Regions from separate parts of the Oryctolagus cuniculus genome. Here region 1 is linked to region 2. Evidence: chromatin contacts called from public Micro-C data. All regions are on one chromosome and are shown on one strand. Each heading gives the region's core, a stretch centred on a gene start, on an enhancer-like site or on the middle of the called end of the contact. The rest is flanking DNA. Distances are from core to core; before and after follow the strand shown.

What was found. Hi-C and Micro-C count contacts between places; a contact is called where the count stands out from the background.
Region 1: a Micro-C map of ear pinna shows a contact between it and region 2, with 4 times the contacts expected there. The contact joins the promoter of HECTD3 here to the promoter of HPDL in region 2. A contact is called at or near these places in 6 of 6 Hi-C or Micro-C datasets (ear pinna, embryonic fibroblasts, liver and 3 more).

What each region holds. Positions count from the first base shown.
Region 1 is chr7:127,872,150-127,878,805 of mOryCun1.1, forward strand. HECTD3 (HECT domain E3 ubiquitin protein ligase 3) reads left to right here and starts at 2,164. Exons shown (of 21, transcript XM_002715142.5): 1 at 2,164-2,630; 2 at 2,811-2,971; 3 at 3,199-3,291; 4 at 3,371-3,506; 5 at 3,787-3,902; 6 at 3,986-4,099; 7 at 4,246-4,328; 8 at 4,740-4,905; 9 at 5,088-5,169; 10 at 5,765-5,947; 11 at 6,062-6,114; 12 at 6,278-6,342; 13 at 6,467-6,570. The coding sequence starts at 2,262. It overlaps UROD (uroporphyrinogen decarboxylase), which reads right to left and starts at 2,045. Exons shown (of 10, transcript XM_002715141.5): 1 at 1,160-2,045; 2 at 424-536; 3 at 234-313; 4 at 95-157. The coding sequence starts at 1,179.
Region 2 is chr7:127,568,504-127,575,489 of mOryCun1.1, forward strand. It overlaps HPDL (4-hydroxyphenylpyruvate dioxygenase like), which reads right to left and starts at 4,232. Exons shown (of 1, transcript XM_008265349.4): 1 at 2,340-4,232. The coding sequence starts at 3,968. The coding sequence ends at 2,853. MUTYH (mutY DNA glycosylase) reads left to right here. Exons shown (of 16, transcript XM_051857857.2): 12 at 1-120; 13 at 225-361; 14 at 446-595; 15 at 814-855; 16 at 1,574-1,770. The coding sequence ends at 1,705.

The DNA.
Region 1 (6,656 bases), core at 914-3,413, 300 kb after region 2:
GTGACTGTTTATCTTGAACCTTCACTGAACGGATAGGACTTCCAGAGTCCTTTCCCTGTTTTTACCCATTCCAGGATCAGTTTTGAGTCGGTACCTGGGGTACAACAAGGATGTCGGAGAAGATAATGGCGGCATCCAGAGGGAAGCGACGCAGTGGCTGCAGGGAATTGGAAACAAGTTGCTAGGTGACAAGCTGAGGGCATAAGTCCCTCCCTCTTTTCTGGACCCCTCACCTGCAGAGTCAGTTCACAGCAGGCCTCAGGAGAGCGACAGGTGCTGAAAAAGTCCTGGGCAGCCCGCGTTTCCCTAAACTCTGCAGACAGGAGAAGGAAGACAGGGCTCAGTACTGAGGCCCGCTAGAGCCTTGCCCTACTCAAAACTCGCCCTCCAGTTTTACACAGATGCCCGAGTCCTGGCTCTGACCTGGTAGGTAGCGGCCTGCCTGCCGCATGCACCAAACCGGAGTGTAGTCTGTTTCCTCTCCCCAGGCTGCACGGAGGAACGTGTCATTCTTCAGCTCCGGAAACCCCTTGGGTCTGGCGGTCAGGTGGAGGTGGGGATAGTGTCAGTATGCTGGGCTGGGGGTTGGGGAAGGCGCTGGCTTTTAAGGCGGATTCAGTCTGGCACCGCTATCTGCCGCCTCCAGGCCAGTCCCCAAGCCATGGCTCCCCGCCCTCTGTGCCTATCGGGCGCTGCACAAGACGGTAGCAAGGGTCCCCACTGGGGCCTCTCTCCTACACGTAGTCCTCGTTCCCAACCTCAAAGCAACCGAAGGGAATTGGGAAGAAAAGATGAAAGCCCAGCAGGAATAGTTTGAGGGAGGCGGACCTTCGGACAAGAAAATGTAGGAACCGGGGTGGCAGAGGGCTGGTGCCAGGGCCAGGAGCCTCCGACTGGCGGACGAAGAAGGCCCAGAGTTGACGATCCCAGAATAGGGGTTCTAGTTGGAAGTCCTAGGATAGCCCCTGGAATAAAAGTCTGGGGGACACAGTCCGGCAAGGAGATCCCAGGAATGAAGGTCCCTGCGTGGTTGCAGGATTCAGACTACTGGCGTTCTGGTTTGCTAGGTTCCCAGGGAACGGGGAATATATCGGTTCCTGAGTTGGAAGACTCAGATCAGAAGCCCCGCTAGCCGCACAGCCTACTTCAGAGAACTCACCCTAACCCGTTCGTCTCCATGGTATGTCGCAACTGCGAGCGCGTTCGCCGCTTGAACCTTGAATAAGAGCAGACAGGCAGTCCAGGCTCCGCCCCTTCCTGAAGCGTCCCGAGGGCGTCGCCATTTTGGACGCCACGTGATCGGACTTCAGTGACAGTTCTGGGGCTGCCCCGGCTGCCGCCTGTAGGACCCTAACCATTTTCCACCGTAAAGTCCGCTGTAGCGACGAAACACCAAACGTCCAAAGGCACGAGCTCCGCTAAAACTAGTTCTTACTGCTGGTGTCAGAAATGTGTTCATATCTGAGTCAGGAAATCCTGCCAGTTTGACCCAGGCCTCACTGTCATTTCCACTGCCCACGAGTCTAGAATCTTATCCAGCCAGGAATGTAGCAGACGGTGCAAAAGAGGCTGTACACAGAGAACTGAACTCCTCTTCTGTATACTTCCGTTACCTACTCAGAATTGAGCACTGCGGTCGGTGCTAAGCGCGTCAGCCCCAGCTGGAGCCCCTTTAAGGAGTTACAGACTGATGAGAGACCAGACATCTGCAATCACATCAAAGTGGATACTGATGGGCAGTTTCTTGGGATGAGGCGTAACAACCAGAATTTTTCAAAAGCCTAAACGGGTCAGGACTCCTGTCAGTTGCCGGAGAAAGGGTCACCCCACTTTATTCAGCAGATTTGTACAGGTGCTTCTGGTTGTGATAGGACTCGCTGAGGACTGGAACGCGAAATCAGGAACTCTTGAGAACCAGAGAAATGTCTGCTAAGATGATCCAGTCTAGATGGTGACTTGCACGAGGACAGAGGCAGTGGAGAGCAAATGGTAGTAGCACTGGAGATGGCGAGAGAAAATTTCATCAGGTCGCAACTCTGATCTTGATTCTGGTTGGCTGGGGAGGGGACACAGGTAGGGAACATTCTGGGGTATGAGTACCCAGGACCCCGCGGAGGTGCGCTTAGTCTAGAAATTACGGCAAAAGCTGTCGGTAGGCGGGGCAGGGCGTGGTGGGAAGCGCAGCCTGAGGTCGCGGCTGCAGCTCGCCGACTGGCGCGTCCCTCGGCTCCCCTCTCCCGGCTCGCCTCCGTCGCTTCGCCATGGCGGGCCCTGGCCCGGGCGCGGCACTAGAGTCCCCGCGGCAGCTGCTGGGCCGCGTGCGCTTCCTGGCGGAGGCAGCACGGAGCCTCCGCGCCGGGAGGCCGCTGCCGGCAGCGCTGGCTTTCGTACCGCGGGAGGTACTCTACAAGCTTTACAAGGACCCGGCGGGACCGTCGCGCGTTCTCCTGCCGGTGTGGGAGGCGGAGGGCCTAGGGCTGCGTGTGGGAGCCGCGGGGCCGGCCTCCGGGACTGGCTCCGGGCCGCTCCGCACCGCCCGCGACAGCATCGAGCTCCGGCGCGGCGCCTGCGTGCGCACCACCGGCGAGGAGCTATGCAACGGCCACGGGCTCTGGGTGAAGCTGACAAAGGTGCGCTCGGGCCTGCTGGGACCCCGCAAGAGACCCGCGGGGCCAGGGAAGCCCCTGGCTGTTCCTTCCCCTCCCCCATATTAAACTGGCATTGCGTTCAGTGCACTTTGCCCCGGGCTGGGCAGGGCGGCCAGCGGAGCAGTTCCCTGATGGCTGTCCCCGTCTGGCGCACGCCGGCAGGAGCAGCTGGCGGAGCACCTGGGCGACTGTGGGCTGGACGAAGGCTGGCTGCTCGTGTGCCGCCCGGCAGAGGGCGGGGCCCGCCTCGTACCCATCGACACTCCGGACCACCTCCAGCGGCAGCAGCAGCTCTTCGGCGTGGACTACCGGCCGGTGCTCAGGTTCTGCACCTGAGGGGGCAGGGGAGCTGGGAACTCCTGGCACGTCCTGGAGCACGGGCTATTGGAGAAGAGATGGCCAGAGCAGGAAGGGGCGGGGTCTGCAGGGGGCTTGGGTGGGACTTCTGGAGGTGTGGAGATAGAGTTTTGGAAAAGGCTTCGGAATCCGGAGATGGTGTTCTGCCGCCTGCTGATGCCTCCCCATCCCACCCCCAATTCTGTGCCCGCAGGTGGGAACAGGTGGTGGACCTGACATACTCGCACCGCCTCGGATCGAGGCCTCAGCCGGCGGAGGCATACACGGAAGCTGTTCAGAGGCTACTGTGAGTGATCTGGGCAGGGGCGGGGAGGAACGAGCCCAGGTCTGGTCCCAATCTTAATTAGGGGCTTGGGATTGCTTAGCTATGTGCCTCCGACGTGGACCTACGAGTGCGACGAGGACCTGATCCACTTCTTGTATGACCACCTGGGCAAGGAGGATGAGAACCTGGGTAGCGTGAAGCAGTATGTGGAGAGCATAGACGTTTCCTCCTACACGGTGGGTGCTGGGACTCCTCCCACTCCAGGCAAGATGTAGTCACAGCTCAGGGCTAGATCCAGAACCCCCACTTCCTGGCCAGAGCTACACCAGAACGCCCACAGGCCACACTCCAGCCAGCTCCTCATCTTGGGAGTCCTATAGGAAACCCGCCCCACCCCAGCCCATACCAATTTCCCCTTGAGCCTAACTCCACTGTGCTTTCTGTCTTGTGCTCCCTGGCCCAAAGCACGTACCCAGTCAGGGTGCTCACTGACTCCACTTCTCTGTCCAAAACCAGGAGGAGTTCAACGTGTCCTGCCTGACAGATAGCAACGCAGATACCTACTGGGAGAGTGATGGCTCCCAGTGCCAGCACTGGGTACGGCTTACCATGAAGAAGGGCACCATTGTCAAGTATGTAGGCTCTGGGCAGGACTGGGGGGCAAGCCACACGCCTGTGGGTAAGCAGACGTCAGGTGCACACTCTGACCCCTCAGGAAGCTGCTCCTCACAGTGGATACCACAGATGACAACTTTATGCCCAAGCGGGTGGTGGTCTATGGGGGCGAAGGGGACAACCTGAAGAAGCTGAGTGACGTGAGCATTGACGAGTGAGCAGGCCTACCTGGGATGGGAGGTGGGGCATGGTCCTGCAGTGGGGCATGGCTGAGCTTAAAAGCCTGAGTTTGGGTGGGACCCCAGAAGTCCTTGAAGGCCTGAGGCAGCGGTCTGAAGTGCCTCACATCCATCTCCTCAGGACCTTGATCGGGGATGTCTGTGTCCTGGAGGACATGACCGTCCACCTCCCAATAATTGAGATCCGCATCGTGGAGTGCCGAGGTGGGGCTTCAGGCTATAAGGGAGCTCCAGTGTGTAGATGGGGTCGAGCTGGCAGTTTGGAGAGGAGGGGCTAGGCCTGGAGCTGGGTAATGGCTGGACTAACTCCAGAACTGGAAGCGCTGGGGCTTGAGCCAGGTGGGAGGTGCCAGCGATAAGCTTGCCTTAAAGCCATAGCGGTGGTTGGGCTCTCCTGGACGAGGAACTGAGGTAGGGCCCTCAAGCGTTGAACGTTGTGATGGTGGGCAGAGGAACCAGCAAGAATGTAGAGGTGAGAATTTGGTACTAAGAGGGGATCCCAAAGGTGCCCAGTTTCTAGAGGATAAGGGGACACATGAAGGAGCCCTTCCCCGTTCTGAGGGCCCAGGGGCGGTAGGCACATTAAATGACCTCACTCTGACCCCTCTCCCCCAGATGACGGGATTGACGTTCGTCTTCGAGGGGTCAAGATCAAGTCATCCAGACAGCGGGAACTAGGGTTGAATGCAGACCTGTTCCAGCCGACCAGTCTGGTGCGATATCCACGCCTGGAAGGCACTGACCCGGAAGTACTGTACCGCAGAGCTGTCCTCCTGCAGAGGTGGCTGTGCTCCTGGGCCTGCCTCCGCCTTCCCCACCCTGTGCCTTGTGTGTCTGCATGGAGGAGGTCCCCAGGATCTCACCGAGCGGGCTGTGGGCCCTGCCCTCTCCTGTTGGGAAGTTGGGAGTCTTCCTTCCATGCCAAGCTCTTCAGCTGTGGTTGCCTTTACTCACCGACCACAGGTTCATCAAGATCCTCGACAGTGTCCTGCACCACTTGGTACCAGCCTGGGACCACACTCTGGGCACCTTCAGTGAGATTAAGGTGAGCACAGCCAGTGCTGGTCTTGGCAGTCTGGGCTTCCTCTTCCTTCTCATGTAGCTGTCTAGTCTCAACAGCGAGTCCCTAAAACCTACCCTAGGACTGGACCCTTGCTGGGTCTGAGAACACTGGAAGAAAGCCTGGCACGAGTGGTCAAAATCCCAGCTGAGTGCGTGGCGTACACAGGGGCTGAGGGAGGGGACATGACAGGTGGCAAGGCAGGCTGCCAGAAAGGTACATACTGGGAGTCCCCCACAGCTCAAGAAGATGAGACGTGTGCGGGTAGGTGTTCGTGTGACAGGAGGACGAGGCTAAGAGGGTAGGCGGGAAGCAGGCACTGTAACTGCGGCCCAGGCACCAAAGCAAGGACTTGGTTAGTAGAGCCTCAAGAAAAGCTATTAAGGTATTAAGTGAGGTCAGATGTATTATTTCACATGGCTCCCCCTGGTGGCTGGACTAAGAAAGGGCATGGTGGCAAGGAAGGCAGGGACCAAGCTTGGGCTGGAATGGTAGAATTGGGTCCAGGGATACAGGCAGGTTCCAGGGCCTGGACAGAAGCTGACTGCACACCGATCTTGCTCTGCACCTCTCTCACCAGCAAGTGAAGCAGTTCCTACTGCTGTCGCGGCAGCGGCCTGGCCTTGTGGCCCAGTGCCTGCGCGACTCCGAGAGCAGCAAGCCAAGCTTCATGCCACGCCTGTACATCAACCGGCGCCTTGCCATGGAACACCGTGCCTGCCCTTCTCGGGACCCTGCCTGCAAGAACGCGGTCTTCACCCAGGTCTGGACCATGTGGAGTCAGACTGACGGAGGGGCAGTTAAGGGCCTTGGGGGCTGAGCCAAAAGGGACCTGACAGGGTCTTGACACGGCTCCCTTCCCTGGCCCTTCCCCCAGGTTTATGAAGGCCTCAAGCCCTCTGACAAGTATGAAAAGCCCCTGGACTACAGGTATGGGCCTTGCTCAGGGCGCACGTGAACACACACAGACCCACACACTGCTCCTGGTGCCCCTCACCATTCTTGCTCTGTGGCCCTGCTCCTGGCTGCTCCTGGGGCGGTGAATCTCCCTGAGCCCTGACCAGCATGATGGAAAGATCACCTCTGCTTCCAGGTGGCCCATGCGCTATGACCAGTGGTGGGAGTGCAAATTCATCGCAGAAGGCATCATTGATCAAGGTGAGGCCCTGAGGGAGGGTGGCAGGTCCTGCCCGTCGCCCTGTTGGAATGGCAGGGGCTTCTAGGGCTGCCACTTGAGGAGGACACGAGTGTGAGTACCCGCCGAGGGCGCCTGTCGTTTCAGGTGGCGGTTTCCGGGACAGTCTGGCAGACATGTCAGAAGAGCTGTGCCCCAGCTCAGCCGACACCCCTGTGCCTCTGCCCTTCTTTGTGCGCACGGCCAATCAGGTAACCTCCCAGGCCCGCCTCCCAGGTTGTTTCTGCTCTTCTGTCTGCAAATCCAGACTGAGCTAGCAAAGGGAGCAGAAGAGGGA
Region 2 (6,986 bases), core at 2,982-5,481:
ACTTTCCCCGAAAGGCCAGCCGCAGGCCCCCCAGGGAGGAGTGCTCTGCCACCTGTGTCCTGGAGCAGCCCAAGGCCCTTGGAGGTGCCCGCATTCTGCTGGTCCAGAGGCCCAGCTCAGGTACCTGGATCATGGATGTGGAGGGCTGTGGCATGAGCACCAAGGGAGGAATGGAGGCGGCAGCAGCTAAAACCTAACCCGCACCGGGCTGCCCTCCCTCTCAGGTCTGCTGGCAGGGCTGTGGGAGTTCCCGTCCGTGACCTTGGAGTCCCCAGTGCAGCATCAGCACAAGGCACTGCTTCAGGAACTGCAGAGTTGGGCTGGGCCCCTCCCTGCTGCTCAGCTCCGGCACCTCGGGGAGGTGAGTGGGCAGGGCGGGGCCGGGGATGATGGCTCTCCTAGCCGCATCCACAGGCCTGTTGCAGCCCTTTGGCACTCCACACAGGTGGTCCACACATTCTCTCACATCAAGGTGACGTATCAAGTGTATGGTCTGGCCCTGGAAGGCCAGACCTTGGCAAGCACACCACCTGGCGCTCGCTGGCTGACCCGGGAGGAATTTCACACTGCGGCAGTCTCCACGGCCATGAAAAAGGCACTACTTTTATTGTCTTTGTTGTACTTTTTTTTTTTTTTTTTTTTTTTGGCTACCCACATGTTATACAAGAAACTGTTACTGTGGAAACAGAAAAAAAAAAAAAAAAAGGAATGTTTTAAATGAAAGTGCGGGGGCATGAAGTGGAGGGCAGAACACGGGTCTGGCTCTTTCAGAGACGTTGCCAGCCCTTCCTCTCCCGCCCTCTTCTTGGCTAGGTTTTCCGTGTGTATGAGGGCCAAAAGCCAGGGACCTGCAAGGTAAGTCTCTTGGCCTCCACCCAGCTGTCTCTTCCCAGGCCCACATCCATGGGCACTTAGCCGGTCAGCTGACACGTTTGGGTGAATCTTCTCCGCTCCAGGTTTCACTAGATGGGGAGGAAAAGTTCCTGATCTGGGGACTTGACAATGTCAGGTGCAGGGTCTGGGGACAAAAGCACCTTGATGAGGACAGTCCAGTTCACAGTGTGTGGAATGTTCGTGCTAGGTTTTATGGGAAATGAGATGGGGAGCCATTCATTCTGTCTGGGAGCCCAGGATCTCGAAAGGTTGCTTGGGAGTGGGTGGTAACCTGGGTCCTTAAAATGAGTGGTTTCCTCAGGTTTGGGAGGGGTCTCTGCAGTAAGGATGCTCTTTCCAGATCCCAAAGTAAGGTGAGGACAGGTGGGGCACAGTGCAATCTGCAGTGCTCAGAGAGCAGTGGGTGTTGGCTTAGCTGCAGAGGTCAGTCGGGTGTGGACAGCAGGCCACTGCGGCATTTTAGGTGGGAGAGACACGGGCTCAGGGTTGCGTCTTTGAAAGGTTTTCATGAGTTACCTTTTGGAAAGTTGGCTGAAGGGGCAGATAGTGGAGGCAGCCCGAAAGCCCTCCAGGATTTCCGGCTAGAAGATGAGCTGGATCTATAGAGTGGGAGGAGGGGAGGAAGGAGAGGATTCTGCTGCCCTTACCTCAGTGCCTCCCTCATCTGGATTCCGTACAGGGTTCCAAAAGGTCCCCCATGTCCGTTCCACTTGGTCGGAAAAGGCCCAGCAAGGGCCAGCAGGTCCTGGATAGTTTCCTTAGGCCCTGCATCCCCGTGGATGTGCCCAGCCTCAGCAGTGCCACCCACTGATGCCTCTGGAAGACCCTCACCCACAATCCTGTTGTTTATTAAATAAAGTGCTAGTTTTTTAGAAATGTTTGAGAGCTTTGCACCCTCTCCCTAATTCTCTCCCTCACCTCTGAGGGACCAGAAAATGGTGATGTCCTGGTTCTGACTTCCACTGGCCATGCTCCCAGCCAGCCCTTGCAGATGGAGGAGGAGTTTTCTGTCCAAAGTGGTCTGTCCTCCTGTAGCCCTCAGCAGAGAGGGTGAACACCTGCCAGCGGCTGACACCCAACACCCTCAGCCTGGGTCTCAGGTCGGCTTTGATTGGAGCAGTGGCATCACCCTAGAGCAGGTGCTTGGGTTTAACCCTGATCCAGGCCCTTCCCACCCCAGTGGTTGCTCCCTAGGGAGAGGGGGAACACAGGGGAGGGTTTGTTCTGTCCTACATTCCTCCCTCAAATACTGAATTCTTTATTTATGGATGTAGTACATATACAGTGATACAAAAAAGCAAAGGGTTAATAACCACAACGTAATAATCACAACATGTGAGAGGGAAGTGGGATCAGAGAGATATAGGCTGCTTCAAAAGTATGTGCTATTTCCTAATCATACTTCTTTATATCTTGCATATGTATTAGACTGTGTAAGAAAAGTCTTTTTTTTTTTTTTTTTTAAAGATTATTTATTTGAGAGGCAGAGCTACAGAGAGGGAGAGATATAGGTCTTCCATCCACTAGTTGACTCCCAACGGCTGCAACAGCTGGAGCTGGGCAAATCTGAAACCAGGTGCCCGGAGCTTCTAGGTCTCCCATGTAGGTACAGGGGGCCCAAGGCTTGGGCCATCGTCTACTGCTTTCCCAGGCAATTAGGGAGCTGGATCGGAAGTGGAGCAGCCGAGACTCGAACTGGTGTCCATATGGGATGCTGGCACTGCGGGTGGAGGGTTAACCAACTGTGCCACAGCACCAGCCCCAAGAAAAGTCTTATATTTAAAAAAAAAAAATTGCACCTCTTTGGAGCCCAGTCTGAGTCTCAGCTTCTGGCACATCCTGACGAGATGGAAGCCACACCTGGCCCCCACGGGCAGTGTTTTTCACTCTCCTGGCCTTGTGTGTGCGCGGGTGTATTCCTGAGTTCCAGGGCAGGTGGCTGCACCCAGCTCTGGCCCTCAGTCTTCCAGGCCCCTAGCAGCTTGTTCCTGCACTGACTGCCACAGGGCCCTGATGTTGCCCTGGCCAAAGCCTGTGGCCCCCTGCCTCTGAATCAGCTCCAGGAAGAAGGTGTCTTCAGCAAAGAGAGACTTGGTGAAGACCTGAAGTAGAAACTTGCCTGCATGGCCATCTAGCAGGATTCCTTGTTGGGCCAGAAGGCTAGGCTTGTGCCCTGAGGCTAAGATCTGTTCCTCTTTGCCTGGCTGCTGGTAGTAGGCCTTAGGAGGAGTCAGGAGCTGGCCCTTGGCCCGTGCCACCTGCTCAGTGGCCTCCATGATGTTTGGTGTGTAGAGCCCTACATGTTGCAGCCCAGGCCCCCTATGGCGGGCCAGGAACTGCTCCACCTGGTCCCGCTTGTTTGTGGCCCCCGGCAGGGACTCAGCCAGCACAAGGGTAGGGACGGCGCTGCCCACTGGGGACTGCAGGGCGGTGAGCCGCAGTCCCCCACACCCGGACTCTGCTGCCACCTCGAGGCCCAGCTCTGGATCCTCACCTGGGCTCAGTGGCAAGTGGCGAAAACCCAAGCAGTCCTCGAACCAGCGCGAAAGTGTGGGGGAACTGCCACGGTTGCAGGCCAAGGTCAAGTGGTCCACGTGGCTGACCCAGCCGGGGCCCGGCGCAGAGGTCAGCGGCCGGAAGCCGGGCAGGAAGGGTCCGCGATAGCCGGCACGCTCCAGCAAGGTCAGGCTGAGATTGCCGGCAGGTGAGCTGACCACGGCGTAGGTGGCGGTTCCCTGCGCATCTTGCACGCTCACAGCGGGCACTGGCAAGCTGCAGCCCCTAGCGGCCAGCGCCCGGGAGGCGGCGCCGGCATCCTCCACGTCGAAGCACAGGTTCGTGGCGCTGGGCACAGCGTGATTCGGGTTCAGCCCGTACAGGGGTTCCCCCGGCCCCGCGCCCTGGTTAACCAAAAAGACGGCATCACCGCTGCGCAGAGCCAGCTGCCGCCAGCCGTTTGCCTCCCGCACCGCAAGGGGCTGGAAGCCGAAGAGGCGCTGCAGGTCGCGGGCGAGGGGCTGTCCGGCGGGCACGTGGAAGGCAATGTGGCACAGTCTGCGGGCGGGCGCCGCCATGGCGGGCTGGGAGGCGACTGGTCCTTTCCTTCTGGAGCGGCTCGCTTGTCGCTTGGCACTTTGGGATTCTCAGTCCCAGGCTAGTCGTCGGAAGCCGGTCGTAAACCGGGGCAGGCCAGTTCTGTCTCCCGGGAGCGTTCCTTGCTCTTTTCCAGGTTGAAGTCTTTCGGGGCTTTTCTCCCTGCAGCAGCACCCCGGCGTGGAGCCGCCTGGGGACACCGCAGATCCCGGACCTGTGAGAACCACGCGGAGCCAGCACTGAGGCGGAGTAGGGGGAGGGGGCGGGGCCTGTGACTCCGCCTTTACCCCCAGACCCGCAGCCGCGGGTAGCACAAGGACGCCGCGCCGCTCCTCCCCAGGGTCACACCCTTAGGGAGATCACAATTGCTGCCTTCACTCGGCTCTCCCTCATCCCCCAGCTCAGCAGACTCAGCCCGGGGTGAGAGGAGCCTGAATTCTCCCTCAAGCACAGACTTTCTTAGCAGTTTCATGTTTTTCTTTACAATTCAGGAATTTGCTTTATTTTTTCTCTTTTTTTTTGAGGATTTTATTTATTTAAAAGGCAGAGTTATGGGGAGTGGGGAATAGAGAGAGTTAGCTTTGCCATCCACCGGTTCACTCCCCAAATGGTTGCAAAGGTCCGAGCTGGGCCAGGTGGAAGCCAGAGCCAGGAGCTTCTTCCTGGTCTCCCACATGAGTGCAGGGGCCCAAGCTCTTGGGCCATCTTCCGCTGTTTTCCGTGATGCATTGACAGAGAGCTGGATGGGAGCAGGATGTTGGTGTTGCAGGTGGCAGCTTAACCTGCTACACCACAATGCCCGGCCCCTAGTGCTCCTTTAATATTAAAACATCAACAACATTAGGGGGCAGGCATGATGGCATAGAAGGTAAAGCACCATCCGTGACGCTGGCAAACCACACGGGTGCTGGTTTGTGTCCCCACTGCTCCGCTTCCGATCCAGCTCCCTGCTAATGGCCTAGGAAAGTATCTGGGGCCCTGCTACCTAGGTGGGACACCGAGATGAAGCGCCTGGTCCAGCCTGGTCCAGCTCTGTTGCAGCCATCTGGGAAGCGAACCAGCAGACGGACGATCTCTGTTTCTCCCCCCTCTCTCCATTACTCTTTTGAATACATACATCTTTTTAAAAATATATGCTAAAATATTTCAAGTTACATATTTTGGCTCCCTCTCTGAAATGGTCCAAAGAAGTGGTATTATGGGAAGATGGGCCATTGAGTTGCTTCTACATATCTCTCCTTCCATTTGTGCCATCTCTCAGCCGCATCTGTCTTGTCAATCTCACATCTCAACACTTTTAACTCCCTTGTCCCAAGCAAAATTTGGAGAAAATCCTGGTAGTTCAGGCCCTGAAAGAACGGCTGCACTGGTGTTCTTCACCCTCCCCACCCTGTTAGGACTAGAACTCAGGAGTCCTTACACTTTGAAGTTTCCTAGCTGGGCACTGAGCCAGAGATTTCTGGGCACCCTGCTACTCTTGGAACCTGGGACTGCATGAGATCACTGGATTGAGTGAATTAGTTTTCTGACTTCAGCTGGGTGGCCTTTCAGGGGTTAGCCAAGGGCATCCAAGATGGGCAAACTGCATAAGCAAAGCTCTGTGAGAATGTGAGCCCCACTCCCAGAGGAGCAATGAAACATGCTGCTGGGGAGACCGCTGGGATGGGAGCCAGACAGCCTGATCAGCTTCACAGGCAGGAGGGAGAAGGATGTCATGGGCTAGGGCTTAGACAGAGGCCTGGGGACCGGCACTGTGGCATAGCAGGTAAAGCCGCCGCCTGCAATGCCGGCATCCCATATGGGCACCAGTTTGAGTCCCAGCTGCTCCACTTCCTATCCAGCTCTCTGCTATGGCCTGGGAAAGCAGTAGAAGATGGCCCAAGTCTTTGGGCCCCTGCACCCATGTGGGAGACCTGGAAGAAGCTCCTGGCTTCAGATTGGTGCAGCTCTGGCTGTTGCAGCCATTTGGAGAGTGAATCTAGAAGACCTCTCTCTCTCTGCCTCTGCCTGCCTGTAACTCTGCCTTTCAAATAAATAAATCTTTAAAAGAAAGAAAGAGGCCTGGCTGGGTGTTTAGGCCTGTAGCCTGGAGAACAGTACCCAGAAAGGGCCAGGACTGGTAGTGAGGAGCTCTGCCCTGGCCAGCTGTGGGGCAAGCGCAGACAAAGTAGCAAAGGTCATAGTCACGAAGAGGAACTGCAGCAGGATCAGGAGTAACAGGCACAGGGAGGGGTTACTCCTCCCTAGGCCTGAACACTGAGAATGTTTTGTGGATTCCTGGGCAAAGAGCTCTGCCTACAGGGCTCTAAAGGGCTGGGGTGGACCGGGTCCGAGGCCCCACGAGGAAGCAGTTCTAGTTTCCAGGTCTTGGGTCCAGCTGCAGGAATTTCCAATCATGAGCCACAGGTACAAAAGAGCAGAAATAAGACTTCTGGTCCCTCATTTGCCATCTGCTCCGGATAAGGGTTCTAGAAGCTAAGTGGGGGCTATCTTAAAGATGAGGATGATTATGGTTGGGTCATGGTGTCCTACACGGGACTGTTCTTGACTTTGGTCTAGGGCTCAGACTGGGCTCTGAAGAGTTGAAATGGGGACAGAGGGAATCGTGGATGCGGGGTCTCCCCCTGGCCAGACTCCACTTCCCGCAGTCCTGACGGCATGCAGGCAGTGATCTACGTAGGGCATTTGTTCCCTTACAGCAGGACCCTGGGGGACGGTCCCAAGGTCGATCCTCCGACCTGGCCGCCATGCCCTCTGGGACTATCGGTGGCACAGGGTAGAAGGGCAGGTCGAGACCGAGGTGAACCGGAGTCCAACAGTGAGTGGTGCGGAGCCGAGTGGTGGCACCGCTGGAGGCTTTCTGCCATTTCGGCCTTCTACGGTGCCTAGGTCGCCAGGGGGAGCAGGGAGCTGTGGGGGCTGAGGAGCCCAAGTCGTGGATCCGCGTCCCTCCTCCAGCTCTCAGCCCTGGCGGCGAGCAGAGGAACTCTGCTTCCTCG